Linked DNA regions of Sus scrofa: region 2 is linked to region 1. A link is a contact called in public HiChIP or PLAC-seq data. All regions are on one chromosome and are shown on one strand. Each heading gives the region's core, a stretch centred on a gene start, on an enhancer-like site or on the middle of the called end of the contact. The rest is flanking DNA. Distances are from core to core; before and after follow the strand shown. Region 1 holds the start of PEAK1 (pseudopodium enriched atypical kinase 1). Region 2 holds the start of HMG20A (high mobility group protein 20A).

Region 1 (3,872 bases), core at 460-2,959:
ATAGTCATAAATGTGCTGTAAGTCTTTTGGTTTTTTATTATTTAGGACAGATTTCTGAAAGAGAAATTACTAAATCAAAGGCTTTGAATTTTAGAAGGCTCTTATATATTGCAGAATTGCTTTCCAGAAAGATTTTACCTGTTTATACCATCATGAGTAGTGTGCAAAGATATTATATTGCATCATTATGTTATAGTAATACATTATCACATGTAGCTGTCAACATAGCCCTCTATCATGCTATAGTAACAATCTCCAAAATCTCAGTGGTTTAATACAACAGTTTATTTTTTGCTTGTGCTACATGTCTGACACACATCAGCAAAGGGTCTTCTTCTCTTTCTCTCTTTAGAGTCATTTAGTGAAACATCCTGATCAGAGCTCCGTCTGTTTACTAGTTTCCATAATCATTTCAGGAATGAGTGGGTCTTCCAGTTGTGTACTAGTTCTGAAAGTTTATGCCTAGTAATATCTTGTATCATGTCAATGTACATTTTAGTCTCTAAAGCAAGTCATGTAGCCAGAACTAAGCTGAAACAGAACAGTAAAGTGCAATTCTGTGAGGTAGGAGGAGAACTGGAACAGCACTAATGCTTAATATCTTATTTAAAAAATGACTCTAATTTTATTGATGAAAGATAATATCTCAGTTTGATTTCTTTTACCAATGTAGATGAAATTTTCATAATTTATTAGCCACTAAAAAATTTAGTCTTTCCTTTCACTTAAGCTTTGTAATAAACATGTGCTATTGGTTTACTTTTACATTTCCAGATTTTTGAATTCTGTTGTCTTTGTGAGGATAGATCATGATGGTGGTATTATAGGGGGTGCAGACCTTTAGAAAATGCCTTTTCTTTTGAAAACTCAAAAGAGGAAAGAAAGATATTTTTCTTGAATCAATCCCCCTCACCCCCGCTAATATAGTGCACATTTTTTTTTTTTTTTTTTTTTTTTTTTTGTCTTTTTGCCATTTCTTGGGCCGCTCCCAGGCATATGGAGGTTCCCAGGCTAGGGGTTGAATTGGAGCTGTAGCTGCCAGCCTACACCAGAGCCAAAGCAATGCAGCATCTGAGCCATGTCTGCGACCCACACCACAGCTCACGGCAATGCCGGATCCCTAACCCACTGAGCAAGGCCAGGGATCGAACCTGCAACCTCATGGTTCCTAGTCGGATTCATTAACCACTGAGCCACTGAGCTCCTATAGTGTATGTTTTGATAAGTTTTTTATTTCAAGAATTGTCAAGAGAGTTCCCATTGTGGTGCAGTGGGTTGGGGCCCAGCATTGTCTCTGTGAGGGTGTGGGTTCGATCCCTGGTCTTGCTCAGTGGGTTATGGATTTGGTGTTGCCACAAGCTGCAGTGTAGGTGGCAGATGCAGCTCGGATCTGGCCTTGCTGTGGCTGTAGCATAGGCCTCAGCTGCAGCTCCAATTCGACTCCTAGCCTGGGAACTTCCATGTGCTGCAGGTGCGACTGTTAAAAAAGGAAAAAAAAGAAAAGAATTGTCAAAATTTTAAATAATTATAGACAATAATTATTGTCTAGCAGAATTAAAATCCTTGCCATTCTACAGGTTTCGCAAAAACAACTTCAATACAAAATTTTAGAAGGTGTAAATGATCAAGTTAGGGTTCTCCTCTTGAGAAAATTAAGTTCCTTTCTCAGGTTTAGTCATATTGACCCTGTCTTTTTCCTTTTTTCAATTCAGGTATCTGCCTAAACTGGAACCTTTGCTGTAGACATTTCTTTGTGGATTTATCTGAAAAACTAAGGTGAGACATTTGGTGAATACATTTGCATTTTAAAATATGTTTTGTAAAAAGAAAAGAATGGATAACAATAAAGATTTTGCAGTAGTAAAGAAAAGATAAATAAAATATGTTTTGCAATAAATAATTGTTTCTGAAAAATGTGAGGCATTAAAAATGTAATGTCTTTTCCTCTGAGAGTGTTAATAGGAGGCAAATATTTATTATAAAGCTACATATATAGCATGCTTACTTAGTTTGTAGGACATTTGAAACAAATGAAGTTGATTCTAGTGATTAAAATAGTTTTGAGTGAATTTTTCCTTTTTTTTATACTCAAAGATAGAGTTTACACTGTTACTCTCTGACACACTTGGAAAAGATACTGGCATTATAATCAGATATTCTTGAAGGCAAACCCTCAATTACTTAAGTCATAGATTACAACTGGTAATTATTTTAATAGTACAGTTATTAAGAGTTTTCTATCACTCTGTTCTCTTGAAGTTGATTATTTTCTATAGTTTCCTCTGTTTGGGGGCTTATAAAGTAAGGATGTATCCTTTTTGTATGTTCGTGTTTTTTTCCTATAGATAGCATTTCACTCTAATGATAGTATTGTAGCCCTGTCCCTCTGCTTGTATGTCTTGGCTCAAGTCTTCTCTACCTCTTAATTTTTTTTAGTGAACCTTTAGAAGTCTGTCATCTGGTCTTTCCATCAGTTTCCACTTTGAGTTCAGCTTTTCTCTAAGCCATTCTTGTCACACTTATGAGGGTGCTTTTTCTTAAAGATAAATGACATAATTTTAGTCCATGACTCAGAATCTTTCAGTACCTTTCCACTGTTTAAAGGATATTTTATAGATTCCTTTACAGAGCAGTATAATCTGTTTTATATTCATTTTTCCATCTCACTAGTGCTCTAGGAATGTTAGGAACTAACATTTAAAAAACAGCTTTACCGAGAAATCATTTACAAACCGTAAAATTCACCCAATTATTTAAATTCAGTGGCTTTTATTATATTTACAGAGTTATGCAGTTATCACCAATTTAATTTTAGAATATTTCATCATGCCAAAGAAACATCAGTGCTTGTTAGCTATTAGTACACATTCCTCCCTGTACTCATTCCTGGTGGCTTATTAATCTACTCTCTCTCTCTATATCTGCCTATTCTGATCATTTCTTATAAATGTGATTGTACAATATGTGGTCTTTTGTGACTTATTCCTTCCTTTTAGCATAAAGTTCATCCATGATTCAGCATGTACCAGTACGTCATTCCTTTTTATGGCTGAATAATACTCCATTTTATGTGTCAGGAGCTCAGCTGAGTTAGAGAGAGAGAGAGGCAGGGGGCAAGGGTAGTGCTGAGCTTCCAGGTGTCAAGGTATCTGATTAAAAACACTGATCCAAATGAGAGTAGCAGTCCAGCCTTTATTCACTTATTGGGATAGTATAAGCAAGAGGCTAAAGATGAGAAAGTGCAGGCCCCCTCACTCAGGTGAATCAGTACCAGGTGGGGAAGGGGGGCTGTCTTACTGCTGAGGGAGGCAGTTTTATGGATCCAGAGCTGGTTGGAGGGAGAGCTGGAAGGGCTTCGAGTGGAAAAGTGCTGAGTTAGAATAGAGAAAAAGTGTCTTTAATGTTTCCTCCCTAATGAGAAGATCCCAGAAGAGGCACCTGAAGAAAGGCCTCAGCTGCAGGTCACAGATAAAGAAACTTCTGAAAGTAGGTACCTGGGCTAGGGATGCAGCTATGCTAAAGAGCATGGTCTGCTGGGAGTGGGGTGGGGGGCTCAGTCCTTGACTGTAACTCTCTTCAGAGACTGCAGTACACTCACTGTGCACCAGTCTGCTGAGGGGAGGGCAGCTTTCCCATATGAGGCCTGCCAGGTAAAGCCTTGGTAGTGGTTTATGGTCAGGTTGGAAAAGTCGCATGTAGATGTCTTGATTAGAAGTTAGACTCCTCGTTTTTCAGGGCTCTTTGCAAGGGTACTGGATGCATAGTTGCAAGAAGGTAGCAGTTGCAGCAGTTGTGTCTAAAGCTTCACGATGTTTCCCTCAGCCAAAAATGCACTAAGTCGTCTTGGAGTTCGAAACATTCAGCAAACAATG
Region 2 (3,565 bases), core at 871-3,370, 59 kb before region 1:
TATTACATTAATATAGAAGATAATAAACACTTTCTAATCAATTAACACTTGCTTGAGGCAGTTTACATGTCCTATTAATAATAACATAGACATAATTGTGTCTTGCCTTTTCAACTTCTGCAGAAATTCTGTAGTGCTTCAAAAGATAACCCACTGATTTTAGAGTCTTTTTTTTCAATGTCTATAGCAGGTTAAAATATATATTTTTTCTTACTGTTACATTTAAGTTACAGCTGTTTAAACATTTTCATTTAAATCACATTTTCTAATAAACTCTAAATGAACTAGCTTATTAAAAGAACTAGAATTAAAACAATTGCAAATTCTAGGGTAGATTAGGAAAAAATACACAGGCCTTATTCTTTTGAAAATTCTTGAAAGACATTACAGTTCACTAGACAGCTATTCTAAAATTACTAAAGGTGTTGAGATTTTATGAGCTCAGAATACATTGATTCCTTCAGTACCCTTCCCACCTCTACCTCCCAAGTACTGTGGTACTTGAAGACAGAAATGAAGGCAATCAACTGTTCAGTGTTTATTACTACTTCACATATAGTTTCTTACAGAACATAAAGAGTATAGGAAAAATAGAAACATCTGGCATTTATCTTTTGTCTTCTGTGAGCGAATTTTCCCCCTTATTTAAAATTTAAGCTTAATCTCAATGTTCCTTGGACCATGCCTTAAATCCACAAAGCACAGACACCATTTTTTAATTGGTGCTGACAGAGAGGAAAATGTACTACAGTGTAACTTTCACAAACAGTAAGTTACATGTAAGCAATGTGAGAGCTGAGGAAGTTGTTTTAAGGCAAAGGGCAGAACCTGTTGCCTAAAATTAACAAGACTAAGGATTTAAGATAATCACAATCAGTTAAAGTAACACCAAGTAATTGAGTACTTCAGTATGATATTTTCACTGTGGTCAGGTGAAAATGCTTCATAATTTAGGTAAAATATTGAGTCTTGTAATAAACTACCTCCTTATGAGAAACTACAGAGTTCCTGTGGTATGTCATGGCAGAGAACATCGCTATACCTTATTCAGCCAAGGTTAGACTTCAGTAGGGAAGCAGGGATGGGCAATTCATGAGTCACGCAAGAAAGTATGTCATCTTGTAGAGATGAGTAGAGAATTTTAACAAGGGGTTTCGAATTCTTTGAAGAACGCACTAAGGAAATTCTGTTGGAGAGAAAATTTTCCATCTTACACGTGGAACCAAAACTCAAATTCTGACTGGAGCCTGGTGATTAGCACAACTAGGTGGAATAACCTAACTTTTCGCATAAGACACAATCCCAAAGCTTTAAGATACTGTCTATGCATATGGCACCAGGCATCACCTTTTCAAGCCCTCGCCGGCATAAAAAGTGGGCTGGACACCCAAACCATCACCCTACCCCCACAGGAAGTGAGTTACGGTCCCCCCTCCCCCAGGATGGCCTTCTTCCCCTCCCCCAACCGGAAGTGAGGCGCCCCCAGTTAGTCGGCCTCAAACAGACAAACCAATAATAACAGCAAAAGAGGGATGATCTTCAAGGGGTGAAGGGCAGCTCCACTGTGGCCACCCCCAAGGTTGCCTTGCTTACTGACCTGCTGAAGATAGGGACAGGCGGGGGCCTGGGGCCTAAAGAAAGTCCCTGGCACAGAGGACAATTCCCTGAGCCCCTCTCAATCGCCTTCACGCTTCTCACTCCGTCGTCTCACAGCTTGACAAAAATTCCTCCGCACTGCTTTATTTTGATGTCCTTTCCTTCCCTTTAGCTAATCGCTTAACCACCTTCCCATAGGTAACTTCCCTTATTGCAGCATTTAAGACTGTTCCAGTGAGGAGAGAAATCAAATATTATTCCCTATACCTTCAGAAAAATGAAGGGATTATTTTGTTCAAAGGCGGCGAAAGACTACGTGATTACGCAAGGTGAGACTTATTTTCGCGGAGGTTTCTGGGAGATGTAGTTTTTTAAAATTGCTAAGGCCTGCAGAAAGAATCAGGACTTAAAATTGCTAATTACTGTAGGCTGGAGTCCTTGAAGATACCTATTCTGTATTCGACAGCAGGCCGACCGAGGGGACTCTGGCATGAAAAGGGACAATACTTCACTCCCCTTTCCCTCTGGACCATAATAGACCTGAAATGTCCCTTCCCAGGATCGTAATAGACCTGAAATTTCCCTTCCCAGTCCTTATCGTCCGGCCCTCTTCCTTTGGCCACGCCCTCTTCAGCCAATCAGACCTCTCTCTAGAGCTCTTCCTCTGGAGGTAGGAACGCGAGAGGAGGGGCTTCATGGTGACTCCTCCCTCGGGGCTAAAGCGAGACAGGGAGAGGGCCTTGGGCCCGTGCGCGCGCGCGTGCTCGTTCAAGTAGCTCGGCGGCGAGTGCGCGCGCGGAGGGGAGGCGAGCTGGCTGGGAGGAGGCGGGCAGGCTGGTGGGCCGGGCGGGCGGCGAGCTGCGGGCAGCCGGGAGCGCGCGGTGGACTCGGCGGCGGCGAGTAGTTAGTTGTTGTTAGTCAGTGTCAGTTGCTCGGCGGCGACGGCTGCGGTCACCAGGAAGGATACGGGACGGCGAACGATGGTGGTCACCGCGGCGGCTTGTGCGCCCCTCAGGTAACAGAGATAGAGTTGTCCGCGTCCTCTCGCTTCCCTTCTCTCGCGCCGGCTTGTGGGACCAGGGTCGTTGCGGGGTGAGGGCGATGACCTGGGAGAATACGGGCGGGGCGGCGCGGGGTCCCGGTGGCGCCTCTGCGGGGGTTCTGGCGGTCAGAGCGTCCGGCCGGGCACAGGCTCTCTGGCCGCGGCCACCCCCGCGCCCCGCCGACCTCGGGGCCCGCGGCGCCGCGCGCCCCCTCGCGCCCCGGCCGCCTCCGCCCCCTCTTTCGGTGGCGGCGGAGGCGGCAGCCCCAGTAGCTCGGCGCCCCCCAGAGGAGGGAAAGTTGGGACCTGGCGGCGAGAGACGCCCCCGGGCGCGGCTGGAAGGCTGCTGGGGAAAGTGGAGCCTAGAGTAGTGAACGCTGTGAGGCTGGGGCAGGAAGGACTCCCCTTGCTCTTGCTAAGTGTGCCGGACAGCCACCTCCAAACCCGGGAGGATCTGGAGCAGCCTGGCCAGCAGCGCCAGGACGAAACCCGTTGGCTCTTTGCTCACTTCGCTCTGAGGTTTGTAAGACTCCTAAGATGCGGGTTATTTGGGGATTTCGAATTGTTTGTTGGATCAGTTTTGTTTCTCCCTTACCCTTTGACTCATCCGTTCTTACAACTTTTCTTACCTTCCGTGATGGGAAGCTGCTGTCTGAGCCCCCTTCTGTACCTCCTCCCGGTCGCCTGCACCATTCGCCTGAGAGCTTGATTTGGTCTTTTTCGTCCTTTGACTACGTTAAAAAAACTACTGAGAGCTACGGGAAAGAGGAGCCCTTCTACCTTTAAATGTTACTTTCTTGCAATCCGTTGTGTTTTTTAAGACAACCGTTTAGGAATTTGAGAGCTGTGGATTGGAGTTATTGGAAGACTGGCATTGAGGGGATAGGATAGTGACAAGTTAAAGGAAAACTATGATTTCATCTTTAT

The links. HiChIP or PLAC-seq counts read pairs in DNA pulled down with a chosen protein or histone mark.
Region 2: an H3K27ac HiChIP or PLAC-seq map of alveolar macrophages shows a contact between it and region 1. The contact joins the promoter of HMG20A here to the promoter of PEAK1 in region 1. A contact is called at or near these places in 1 of 47 Hi-C or Micro-C datasets (embryonic fibroblasts) and 2 of 2 datasets of contacts at active chromatin or transcription factors (alveolar macrophages and skeletal muscle).

Annotation. Positions count from the first base shown.
Region 1 is chr7:57,442,506-57,446,377 of Sscrofa11.1, reverse strand. It overlaps PEAK1 (pseudopodium enriched atypical kinase 1), which reads left to right and starts at 1,709. Exons shown (of 6, transcript NM_001244188.1): 1 at 1,709-1,776. It also overlaps the pseudogene LOC110261564.
Region 2 is chr7:57,502,603-57,506,167 of Sscrofa11.1, reverse strand. HMG20A (high mobility group protein 20A) reads right to left here and starts at 2,120. Exons shown (of 11, transcript XM_021099019.1): 1 at 1,598-2,120; 2 at 1,043-1,186. It also overlaps a transcript of PEAK1 not described here.